Regions from separate parts of the Mus musculus genome. Here region 2 is linked to region 1. A link is a contact called in public Hi-C data. All regions are on one chromosome and are shown on one strand. Each heading gives the region's core, a stretch centred on a gene start, on an enhancer-like site or on the middle of the called end of the contact. The rest is flanking DNA. Distances are from core to core; before and after follow the strand shown. Region 1 has its middle 25 kb from the start of Gm31408. Region 2 has its middle 90 kb from the start of Gm31408.

Evidence for each region. A called contact is a pair of places that touch in the nucleus more often than the background predicts.
Region 2: a Hi-C map of epidermal suprabasal cells shows a contact between it and region 1, with 2.7 times the contacts expected there. The contact joins two enhancer-like sites. A contact is called at or near these places in 4 of 484 Hi-C or Micro-C datasets (the HL-1 cell line, epidermal suprabasal cells, muscle stem cells and 1 more) and 1 of 9 other capture datasets (embryonic stem cells).

What each region holds. Positions count from the first base shown.
Region 1 is chr9:31,581,339-31,587,107 of GRCm38.p6, forward strand. No RefSeq gene overlaps it. Among named protein-coding and RNA genes, the nearest start is that of Gm31408, 25 kb to the left of the region's middle. Within about 2 kb of position 3,288, at least 5 of the 459 cell types and tissues checked have an H3K27ac peak or open chromatin away from gene starts, as enhancers often do. A contact at or near this core is called in epidermal suprabasal cells, where this site is marked.
Region 2 is chr9:31,647,250-31,652,936 of GRCm38.p6, forward strand. No RefSeq gene overlaps it. Among named protein-coding and RNA genes, the nearest start is that of Gm31408, 90 kb to the left of the region's middle. Within about 2 kb of position 3,357, at least 21 of the 459 cell types and tissues checked have an H3K27ac peak or open chromatin away from gene starts, as enhancers often do. A contact at or near this core is called in epidermal suprabasal cells, where this site is marked.

The sequences.
Region 1 (5,769 bases), core at 2,038-4,537:
GGACCTCTGAGTCAGGGAGATCAGCTCTGTTCATAGCCACATGGAACCGAGCAGAGCCAGTCATATCTCAGAACATGGTGGAGCTGGGACCTGCAGGACAGAAGCTGCCAGCTAGTTGACTTAAGGCTGGAGGCCAGAGGCCTGGAAAATTCAACTGCTTGGAGAACCCCAAAGTATTCTCCCAGGATACGGGGCAAAGCTTTTCATCGAACAAAGGGATATTACTTCTCTGTTTTTCTCTAGAGTTCCCTCTCTTCCCCCTTCTGCCTTCTTTCTTCCTTCTCCTCCTTTGCTGGAGATTGAACCTTGGACCTTGCGCACACTAAGCAAGAAGTCTACCACTCAACTCCATTGCCAGCCTCTGAGCTCTTTTCTAAAGTCGATTTTTATCTTTCCATGTTTCTCTCTCTTGTAAAAGCTGATTCTCTGCCTCCCCCCGACCCCATTACTCCATTCTCATCCCAATTTTATTCTCCCTTTCTGATAGAAATCTTGTGAAGCTTAAGGTTAGACTCACAGTTCTGTGTGATGGACACCTAAGTGTGTGAGCCAGGCCACCATAGAAGAGATCCCAGTGCACAGACTTCCCTTACGGCAGTTGCCACCTAATGTCTCCTCTGCCTACTGTGCAGAGCCGCTCCTCACCTGTCTATACCCCAGATGGCTTCCACAGGACTCAGGGCTTTTGCCACCCTGTCCTTAAGTCTAAAAGTGGGTCTCTGTCACCTGTAAACACATCCGTAATTCAGTGGCTTGGTACCCAGGTTTTCCAAGTCGCAGTTGCCACCTTTTCTCATCCTGGGGCAGCTGTGAGCACTCCCTCATGGCTACTCAGAAATAGTCACCTGTCCATGCTTTTGCATGGTTTGTCTGACGCCTTGAAGGATCCTTTCAAGGTCCTCTCTTTGTGAGCTCCTGTGAGACTCCTGACTCAGGCTAAGCCCACTCCCTCCATCTTCTTCCTGTAGCAGAACCAGCCCCGCGTGAGAACGACTTGTCACTCCCTCTCAAGCCAGCTCCCAACTGCTGGATTATGCTTTTCTCAGAGTTGAGGACTAGGCTTATTTATCTTCATAATCCCAGGCCTCTCAGAGAGCTTTTCCCACAAAGGGAAAAGAACGCCTACTGCTTACCGGGGTGAATAATGAAGAGGAGAATAAAGCATTTAGCTCAACGCAGCCTTTGCTTCAATAAAGATGTATGTTATCTAAGAACAAAGTTGCACAATTTTCATAAAGCCACCCCCTTTTGAGATTAAACATAAGACTCTTTCCTTTTTCCCCTAATGCTATTGAAGTTACAGAACAAATCAAATCTTGATTTTAAGCCAACTTAAAGCAACTGGGCTCACACACACTTATTTGGTCTCCCAACACTGCAATCCTCCTGCTTCGGGAGTTGTCAGCCTGCTTAGACTTTTGATGTAGGGCTCTTGGCCAACCCCTGACTTTAGCTTGCTAAGAGTCAGTTTGTACATTCACCATTTGCCAATTGTCTTTCTGTAAGGTGGCCCCCTGCCTCATCTTAGAAGATTCCCGGAAGTAGAGAAGATACCGCCCCCACCCATGCTTCTGTAAGCAATGCCCTGACAAAATTTTTCCATAACTGGAAAACCTCCACCATCGCCAACAGAAAGTTGCTTTCAGAACCTCTTTAAGCCCAGACTATGCAACTCCACAGGCTGGATTTTATGTCTCAGAGTGATCTCTGTTCCTTCATGCCGTGCTTTGAAAGTCATTCTCCTACTCCCTACCCTAGAAGATGGAACAAAACTAGCGCCATCTTGTGCCCAGTGGCTTAGAGCTTTAACGAAGGAAACCCATGGCACGATTTGCTTTTATAAGTTTTCAAATTCCAACTACATGTGTGTGGGGTTGGAGTGGGGTATGGCGGCAGAGGAGAAGGATTCAATCTACCTGTTTGCTCTGAAATCCTCCAGAGTTTGGGAAAGACTATGGCGGGAAGGAGGGATGAGCTGTGATACCAAAGATGATTTGAAGAGTGTTAAGAGACTGTGGCTCAACATCAGCGCGGTTGGGGGAATTGCAGGTGGAAGAGGTCGGTGGCAGGTGGAGTCGCTGAGGGCGGAATTGGTGAGCTCAGCAGAGATGGGCTGAACCCTCCAGAGTGGGCGGCAGAGGTTGCTACTCACCAGAAGCAGCCAAGGATGTTGAGCCCTGGAGCAGAGCCTCAAGTTCTGGGAATCTGGGGGGAGGAGATTTGAAAATGGACCTGGGTAGATTTGCCAAAATCCTGAGACGAAAACAGCCTCAACCGGAGATATTGTGCCTCGGGCGGGGTTTGAAGGTATCCTTCAGTCTGAGTGGGTCGTAAATTCTGTAATCTTTGTGTTCCAAAAATAACCATTCTTCCTTAGTTCAAATATTTTGATCTAGACCCGTTCATATCCTCTCAGCATCCCACCCCTCCCCGGGATGGCTTCTGAGGTGCCATCCTTAGGGTGAGCTTCTATCTCCTTCTCCCGGAATCATTTTTGCCTGATTTCCTCTTGTTGCCTTAAGAATAGTGTTAGACGCAGAACAAGGCAGGAGGGGCCAGATGCCCTGGATCTTCTCTCTGTCCTGAGATATCCTGTCTCAGTCTCGGATCTTGACCCTCTCCCCACCCCAGCCCCATTCTGTAATGCAGGCAACAAGCGAGTTCACTACCCCAAGCTGCCTCGTTAATCCCTATTCCGAGTTCCCAGGGAGTGCAGTGCCCTGAAGCTCTTCAGGATGCAAATTGGTAATTTTTATTTTTCTGCCAAGCCTCTCACATCAGCTCCAGTTTCATAACCTCAGTCACCCTTCCCTTCCCCTCCCTTGCTGCACGTACGGAACCCTCCCCTGTAGCCCAGATGCACACCTGCAGGAAAACTTGGCATAGTCGTCTCCCCATCTGTCACCGCTTCAAACGGCTTGAGTGTGCTGATGACAGATAAAGTAATTGCACAGCGTACAAATGACTTAATATTTGATGTGCTAAAATAATTTTTAATGCCATGTGTTTGTATAATTTATAGCTGGAATCCATGGTTTTCGTCTTGCTTCCATTGGTACCTGGCTACCCTTCCAGGAGAATGGTGGGAATCTTTGTTCTGTGGTTCAAGTCTTTGCTCACAAGGAGAAGCTGACTTTGGGCAGCATCAACAATACCCATTGATTTCTAAATCTCCAGGGCCCCATCCAGTTCTTTGCATGTCGAGGAGCTTAAAACTGTTTGATCAATGTATTAGTAAGTAGTATTTTGAGAGTCATCTAACAAATATTTATCGAGTGCTCATGTGTGCAGTGGAATACCACAGTGAACAAGGCAGACAAGGCTCATGTCCTCAGGGAGTTTAGCATTTGGTAGGAAAGATAGAGACTCGTTGAGGACACAGAAAGGGATGGGAGGAACGGCTTCAAGCAGAAGAGAGACATGATTAAAGATTGCTACTAGAAAAAGTCCTGTACTGACATCAGCGGCGGTTAGGCCCCTTACAGAGGTGGACGTCTGTCAGTCACCGTATCTCAGGTTTGGAATAAGGGGCAGGCAAGACAACAGAAATGGGCCCTTTCTCTTTAAAAAAAAAAAAAGAATTTTTCCCCCTGGCATCTGTCCACCGTAGATGTACTGGATTACATAAGGAAGTTTTCCATCCATGTAAGGTAACCTTGTCGACACTGTCCGCCCATTTCTCCAACTCTCCCACCCACGCTTATCCTTGGTTAGTCCCTGTCATTCCTCAGACGCTTTGCACATCTACCTTTGTGCCATTTGAAATACATACATGATTTTACACATCCATGAAAATCCAGAATTCACAAATCGGGGAAAACAGCAAGATTTTTTTTTAGTCTGTGTCTGACTTAATTCGTTCAATATGTTGATCTCTGATTACATCTGTTTTCCTGCAAATAACACAATTTCATTACTCTTTGTGGTTAAATAAAAGTCCATTGTATATAACCCACATTTTCTTTTTGCATGTGTGTGCAATATGTGTATATATGTGTGTGGTGTGTGTGGTAGTGGTAGTGTGTGTGTGGTGGTGGTAGTGTATGTGTGTGTGTGTATGGTGTGTGTGTATGTTATATATGTGTGCATGTGTGTGTGTGATGTGGTGTGTATGCTGTGTGTGTGTACTGTGTGTGCAGTATGTGTGTGCTGTGTGGTGTGTGTGTGGTGGTAGTGTGTGTGTGTGTGTGTGTGGTGTGGTGTGGTGTGGTGCAAAAGCATATAGATTTCCAAGGCACTGACCACTCTTCACCTTATTCACAGAAGCAGAGTCTCTCCTGTAAACCAGAGCTCAGCAACTCGACTAGCCTAGCTTTCCAGTTTGCTCCAGGCAGCCCTCGTCTCTGCCTTCTGAATGCTGGTATTACAGGTCGACTCCCATGTCCACCCAGCATTCACATGGATACTGAGAACTGAACTCTGATCTTCACCCTTACATGGCAAGAGCTTTACTGCAGAAACCATCTTCTCAGTTCCTTCCCATTCTCCTTGTCCATTCCCCTGATAATGCATGCCTAGGTTGATTTCATAACGTAGCTGTTGGGAATAGGGATGCAATTAACACTGATGTAAGTGCCTCTGTGGTACACTGACTTAGAGCACCGCTGGCAAACAGATAGCCAGGAGTGAGACGACGACTGCCTCATATGACAGAGGTATGCTTAGTTTTTGGAGGACCATCATACTGATTTCTATAGTGGTTATATAAAGATTTCCCTTTCTCTATATCTTTATCAACATTTATTGCTATTTTTCCCCCTAAATGGTTCTAACTGGATTAAGATAAAATCTCATTACATTAACAGATTCAATTTGCATTTCCTTGCTGTGTACAAGAGTCAGTTTCTAATGGATTAAAGCCCTGAATGTAAGACCTGAAGTTGTGAAATCGTTAGAAGAGAAAGAAACCAGGAAGAACAATTCAAGATCTAGGCTAGACAAGGACTTTCTGGAATGGACTCTATCACTCAAGAAGTGACGATACCAACAAGTGACACATGGAATTTCGTGACATTAAAACGCTTCTGGAGAGCAGAAGAAGCAATCAAGCCTAATGAATGGGAGGAACAGCTAATTACATACATTTGGCGGGAATTACTATCTAGAATACATAAATAACTAAAAAACAAAGAAACCTGAAGAACCAATAAATCAAAGAATAAGTGGTTTAATGAACAGATGGCTCTCTGAAGACGAGGTACAAGCTGGGTATGGTGATATCTTGTAGACAAGGCTGGTACTGTATTGACCACTGATGCCCAAGGCATTGTCAAAACGGATCAAAAGATGAAGTACAATCGGCCAATTTCAAAAGAACTTTCAAGAAACAGAGACGATTATCAGACAGAAACTTTTGTCCTCCTTATTTGTTAAATGCCAACCACAGTTCTGTGTACAAAGGTCAGATAACAAGAATGTAGCTGGCAAAATTCCTCCAAGATGTCTACTTCTCCCTCCTGTAGTGCCGAGCTTCCTCCTTTGTCTGAGGACCTCTCAGATCTCCATCTCTGCAGGTAGCATCCAGGCACCAGTGCTTGCCATTGATTGGTTATCACCCTGGAGGTTGAAAATGATCATGGGAGTCATATTTGTACCATGGAAATTAAGGAAATGCCCACAAAAATCAGGGACTTTATTTTTCATGAAGAACAGATAATTAAACATTTCCTTCCACACCAAGACCTGCCATTGGACAATGAAGCTGGAGGATAGCAGCCGAAAGCCCTCATGGTTTATGAAGGACATCTGTCTCACCACCAGCACCTAGTT
Region 2 (5,687 bases), core at 2,107-4,606, 66 kb after region 1:
TTCTTCCTTACCAATAGGTGCAAACTTAATTTCCTTTTCTTATCTTATTGCATTAGCCAGAACACTCAGTGCAATGTTAAAAGAGAACAATGAAAGAAGACATCTTTGCTTTGTTCCTAATCTGCATATAAGATCTTTTGATTTCGTAGCTTCACGTGTATTAGGTGTGGAACTTTGTGTATGTGTGTGTATGTATAGTCCTTAAGTTGAGGAATTCTTTTCTGTTCCTAGTTTACAGAGACCTATTATTACAAATAAGTATAGAATTCTGTCCAGTATTTTTCTGGATTATATTGTTGTGGTCATGTGATTTCAGTTGAACCAGACTGCTATATTTGAACTAAATCTCTCTTCAACATTGGATATACGTTGTGTTATATATTGCTGAATTCAACCTGCTAATTATTTTGTTGAGAAATTCTGAATCTTTGTTAGCAAGAGATATTAGCTTGCACTATTCTTATCATAACCTTTATCTGATGTTGGCATGAGGGTGATGCTGGCCTCAAAGAGTGAGTTGGAGGTGAGCAAAGCCCCTCTATGTTCTGAAAGAGGTTGCAAAGAACTGGACTCCCTGTTCTGTAAGTGTTTTGTAGAGTTCAGCATTGGCTCCCCGGTTTGGTGCTTTCTGTTTTGCAGGTTATATTTTATTTTATTTGCCTGTACTTATATCAGCAGCTGGACCTATTCAGACTGGTTGTTTCTTCCACTTTGAGTTTGGACATTTTCTGTTTGTTTGTTTGTTTTATGAATTCATCTATTTCATTTCAGCTGTCAAGTTTGTAGGCATAGTAGTTTGTAACAATCCTTTGTTGTCTCTTCTTTTATTTACAAATAATTAACCTACATTCCCTGTTTTGCCTTAGATACTTTGCTGAGGTTTTATTGATCTTGTCTATGAATCACAGTTTTCTTGCTGTTTTGTAATTTTCTACTTTTTTTTTTTAAATTTAAAATGCTTTACATTTTGCTATGTATCGTCTTATACTTGTTTAGCATTTAATCCATTCCTGTTTTTTCTAGTTCTCAGGGATACAATTTGATATTAAAAAAAAAACAAAACAAAACCCAAACCTTTCTTATTTTCTAATAGCTGTGAGCTTCCCTCTACAGATTAATTTCAGCACATCTGGCTTTGGTAAGTCACATTTTCATTTTTACTTACTTGAAAAGGTTTTTCATTTCCCCTGAGATGTTTTCTTTTCCTGGTTCCTTAGTTTGGTGGTTCTGTGCCTCTGTAGTGGGATTTCACAATGTCTCTCCATCCCTCTCTGCTTAGGTGATGTAGCAGGACAAGCAAATACCAGCAAATACCGCAACATCTCTGCAGGTTACTAATTTGTTTCTTTCTGAGTATCAACCTTGGGTTTCAGAGTGGTTCTATTTCAGTGTGTTCCTGATGGAAGTGGGAGGAGACTATTTCCTCCGAAATTTCCTAGGAGAAACTGGTGGGGGCTCCATGTGCCTGAGGTCCTTCCACGTGCCCGAGGTTCCTTACTCTCCTGCGTAACTGTGCGAAGCCTCTAGATACTCGCAGCTACAGTTTGTGTAACTGGTAGCCAGCTGCTGGCTCCCAGAAGAGCTTTCCGCTCGGCTAAGTTGTGATTCTCTGTATTGTGGGACAGGTTTTGGTTTGCTTGTTCAGTGTGGTGACTCACTTATCTTACATATTTTAGAAGAGCCAATTTTTTTCTTTCCTTTCTTTTAAAATTTCTTTTTCTCTTTGCTTGTTGCTAGGATAAAAGCACCTCTGAACTCCCTCCAGGTGCAGAACCAAAATTTAAAATACCAATATACTTTATTGGAATATTAGTATCCTTCTTTCATGAACTTTTGTTAATTAGGTAACTTGGGTCTCTTGTACTAAGGCGAAACCCTCAGATTGAATGCGTTTCCTCTTTGTCTTTGGTGCATACGTGATTTTTGCATCAGCTTATTAACAATGGACCCTAGATTAGCGAACTTTCTATTACTGTCACAAATACTGGCATAAGTACATTATTAGCTTTGGAGGTTACAGGCCTCAGTGCCTTTGTTCCTGTGGTTAGACAGCACATGACAGTGACAATCTAAGTCAGAACGCAACTTTTTTCTCATGGCTGGAACACAAAAGAGAAAGAGAAAGAGAAAGAAACTATGGTCCCAGGGCTCTATTCAAAGTGATGACCCCAACCACCTAAGACTTACCAGCATCACCTCTTAAAGTTCTTACTACCTTCCAGTAGTGCCACAGGCCAGGGACCAAGTCTAACTCGGAAGCCTTCTGGGGGGCATACCAGATCCAAACCATAGATAGCAAAATCCAAATGTAATTGTGAAATGCAGGCAGGGTGAATGAATAAGTTAGTGAATGAACACCACCCAGATGTGCATCCTAATAATTATCAAAGTCCCTTTCCAGTAAATCAATTTCTATATCGCATTCAAAGAATTTCTGAGGTGTCCCAAGTCAGAGGCGTGCTCAAAGCCGTAGAAGGCCAGTCAACGTGCTGGACCGAGATCGTGGGAATCCTGAGATGTGAATAGTTGATATTTTCTCTGTTCCTCAGACAGTGTGACAGTGGCCAGCTCCTATGTGGAGGCCAGGTGCTGTGTCTTTCAACACTCTTTCTGTTTCATGTTGAATGAGTCAAGCCTTGCAAAGCTTGAAGAGTGAAAGCCTGCCCCCCTTACACCCCTGAAAGTGGCCGGGGAAAGGGCCCTTCTGCCAAGGTTCTCACCCAGGTGTCCGAGCTCCCCTTTTTTTCCCCCGCTTCAAATAGTCCAGTGACCCCAGCCCATGCATGGAGATCTCTAACCATACTGAACCTGTTTTCTAGAGAAAGCATGTGTGTGTGCATCCTAGGGAGGGAAAGATGGTGCCTTACCCGCGTATCAAAGCTATTTATGTGTCTGTTGTTCAAATTGTGAGGTTCTTGAAGGCACTACTCAGTGCCAACAGAGTAAATGGCTGCTGGATCAGACGATGGAAAAGAAAGCATGATATATGATAGCTGAACAAACGTTTTTCTGAAGTAAGGTCCGTTTCTCACATTGGCCAGGGTCTCTAAAGATGTAGGGTCCTCCTAATGCCTCATCTCATCCAAAAGGACACCCAAACAGCTGCTTCCCTCTCTGCTTGGATTAACTCCGCCAACTTTGCATGTAGGCTTGTTCACATCTCGGAGTGCTAGAACCAGTTTGAGGCTTTTCCATGAAGTGTGTGGTAATGGTGTCCCCAAATGGCTTGAGGTGATGAAAGAACAACCTGGGAGAGTCACCTCCCTGTTTGTCTTCTCAGCCTTGGGAGTGGACCCTAGAAGGGCTATGCCCCAACCCTGGCCTCTTTCTCGGCCCAGGGCTATGAGGGACTTGCTGCATTCTGAGTGTGTGAAAAGAACGAGGGGACTATGAGTCAGAGAAATAACTCCTAGGGCCAACCTCACCCTAGAATTGTTTCATCAAAATGGGAAGCTGCAGAGGGGGGAACAAGCCCGATGCCAAGGTGTCCACGCTGTTCCAACTTGCCTTCGAGTTGAGGACTCAGCAAACACTGACACGGGTTGACAAACCAAGACAGGTTTGATTTACAGAGCACTCCTCTGTCCCAGGGAGAAATCAAACATTGTAAATCACCAGGGGATGGCCTAGGCTCTAGAGTGCTTATAAACCATCTGAGCAGGCCTTGCCTCTTGCCCCACCGGGAGTAACTTTCCATCGGGCAGTGTGCCCTTCTCAGAGGCAAGACAAAAAAGAATTGTGTGCACAGAGGGTGAGGTGAGTCACAGGAAGCTCAGCAGGGGCTGCTTCTCCTAACCAGGCATCTGTGATCACTGGAAAGCTTGCACAGTACTTACCAGTCTGTCACTAGGCTCCAGAGAGACTTCCATGAACATCAGGGACTGTCCTGCTTGACCGTGCGAGGAGGAAGAGACAGTGCAGCTCTTAAGCTGCAATGTGTGTTTTTTGGATGGTCTGCCCAATGGGTATCTTCTAGAACCTTGGAGCATACATCTCACATGCTTCTGACAGTGATGCCCAAGGCTTCCTATGGAAGAGGCCTGAGTGATATCAATGTGAGAAACAGACACTGGAGACTTGCCTTAAATCTGGGCTTCTATGAAATGTGTCATCAACTGACTAGGGAGGAAGTAAACAGGAACATGGCTAGAGAAAAGAGACATATTCTATATATTCTGTTATCAATGACACACTTATCTGAGCTTTGAGGACCGAGATTCCAGAAGCCAGGGTTTTATTCCTTCCTTCCATGTAACGAATCCATTATTCTCTTTGCATTTTGTAGCATCTTCTTGTGCTTCGTCTGTTCCTTTAAGGCTACCCTACGAGCTAATCAGCCTTTGAATGGAAAACACGTGCCGTGCCTCGTGCTCTTTGCTTTTTTGGCTTACATCATTTGTTGGGACTCTGGATATGGGGTTGGTATAGTTAGTTGAGTGTGGGGCAGGGAGCAAGAGCCTTGCCTGCTGTCTCTTGGCTTTTAGAATTCCTGAACAAAGGCCATTGTTGTGAATTAACCGAGCTGTATGTTTGGTAGAAGGTAAGGCAATCACACTGAACCCAAACAGTGAGATTTCCTGTAGCGTAAGTGAGAAAGTTAGAGCTTTTCTCTGAATTTCAGTTCTTGGTAAAGAAGGGGTTGGGGTTACACCAGAAAAGGGGGTTCTTTTCTGCTGGCTTGCTCTATCCATCCCCAGCATGTTGAGGCTCAGGCCCTAGTACTTCAAGTTATTTTCAGCTCTCCCTACTGGTTACTATAATCTAAGAGTAGGTTATTTTGTACACCCTAGCCTCATGTCTTCCAGTTGCAAGGGAGGGACTCCCACATCAGCCTCTTCCCTATATACAAACCAGCCACGCAGGTGGCAAAGGTGGATCAATCCTTCCTTCTTGAAGGGTCTGAGTGTAATCAAATCTAGGAAGGGACACCTTCCACCCAAGAGGACATGTCTTATCTCAGGAAGATGAAAATAAAGAAAATCAGGAGAATAGTTTCATTGGCACAAATTGGACCAGTGTTGAACTCAGCCTGGGGCAATGAGATTCTACAACACATTCTCTCCGCCCCTCGTACACTTACAGTGTTAAATGTGGAAAGTTTATAGAGATCGCCTTGACAACCATCATGTTGGAAGCTGTATGAAATGTGGTCGGCTTTTAATACACCCAAGGCTGTCTGGTTCCCTTAGCAGTTAAGCCAGTGTTAAACCCACCAGTCCGGAGTGAAATTGTATAAAATATATACTTATATAAGTTCTTCCTTTTAAATGTTTATAATCTATGTTGAATAGCACAAACTCAACACAGGGAAACAAATTCTGGGCAGCTTTCAAAAGAATTGAATTCATTCCATGCCCTGGCGGTAGGTGAAGTCCAAGGCAAGGTTCTCAGCTAAAAGACACCCTCATTCTTTGCCAGTTGTTAGGAAAGGTTCCATGCTGGAAGGAAGTCCCAGAAGCCAGCATGGAGACACAGATGACTTAGGGAAGAGGTCCCAGGCAGGGCAGAGAGCTTCCATAACTAGGGCCAGTATTTTTCAGGGCCTCAAAGTATTTATATGATCAATTACATTGAGACCCTGTCAAATTGCTCCTCTTTCTCACATTGTTCAGCTGTCTCTGGAGATTCTACCTCCCCCATGAGAATGTCCTCACATGTCCTCACATCAGACCTCAGTGACCACCTCC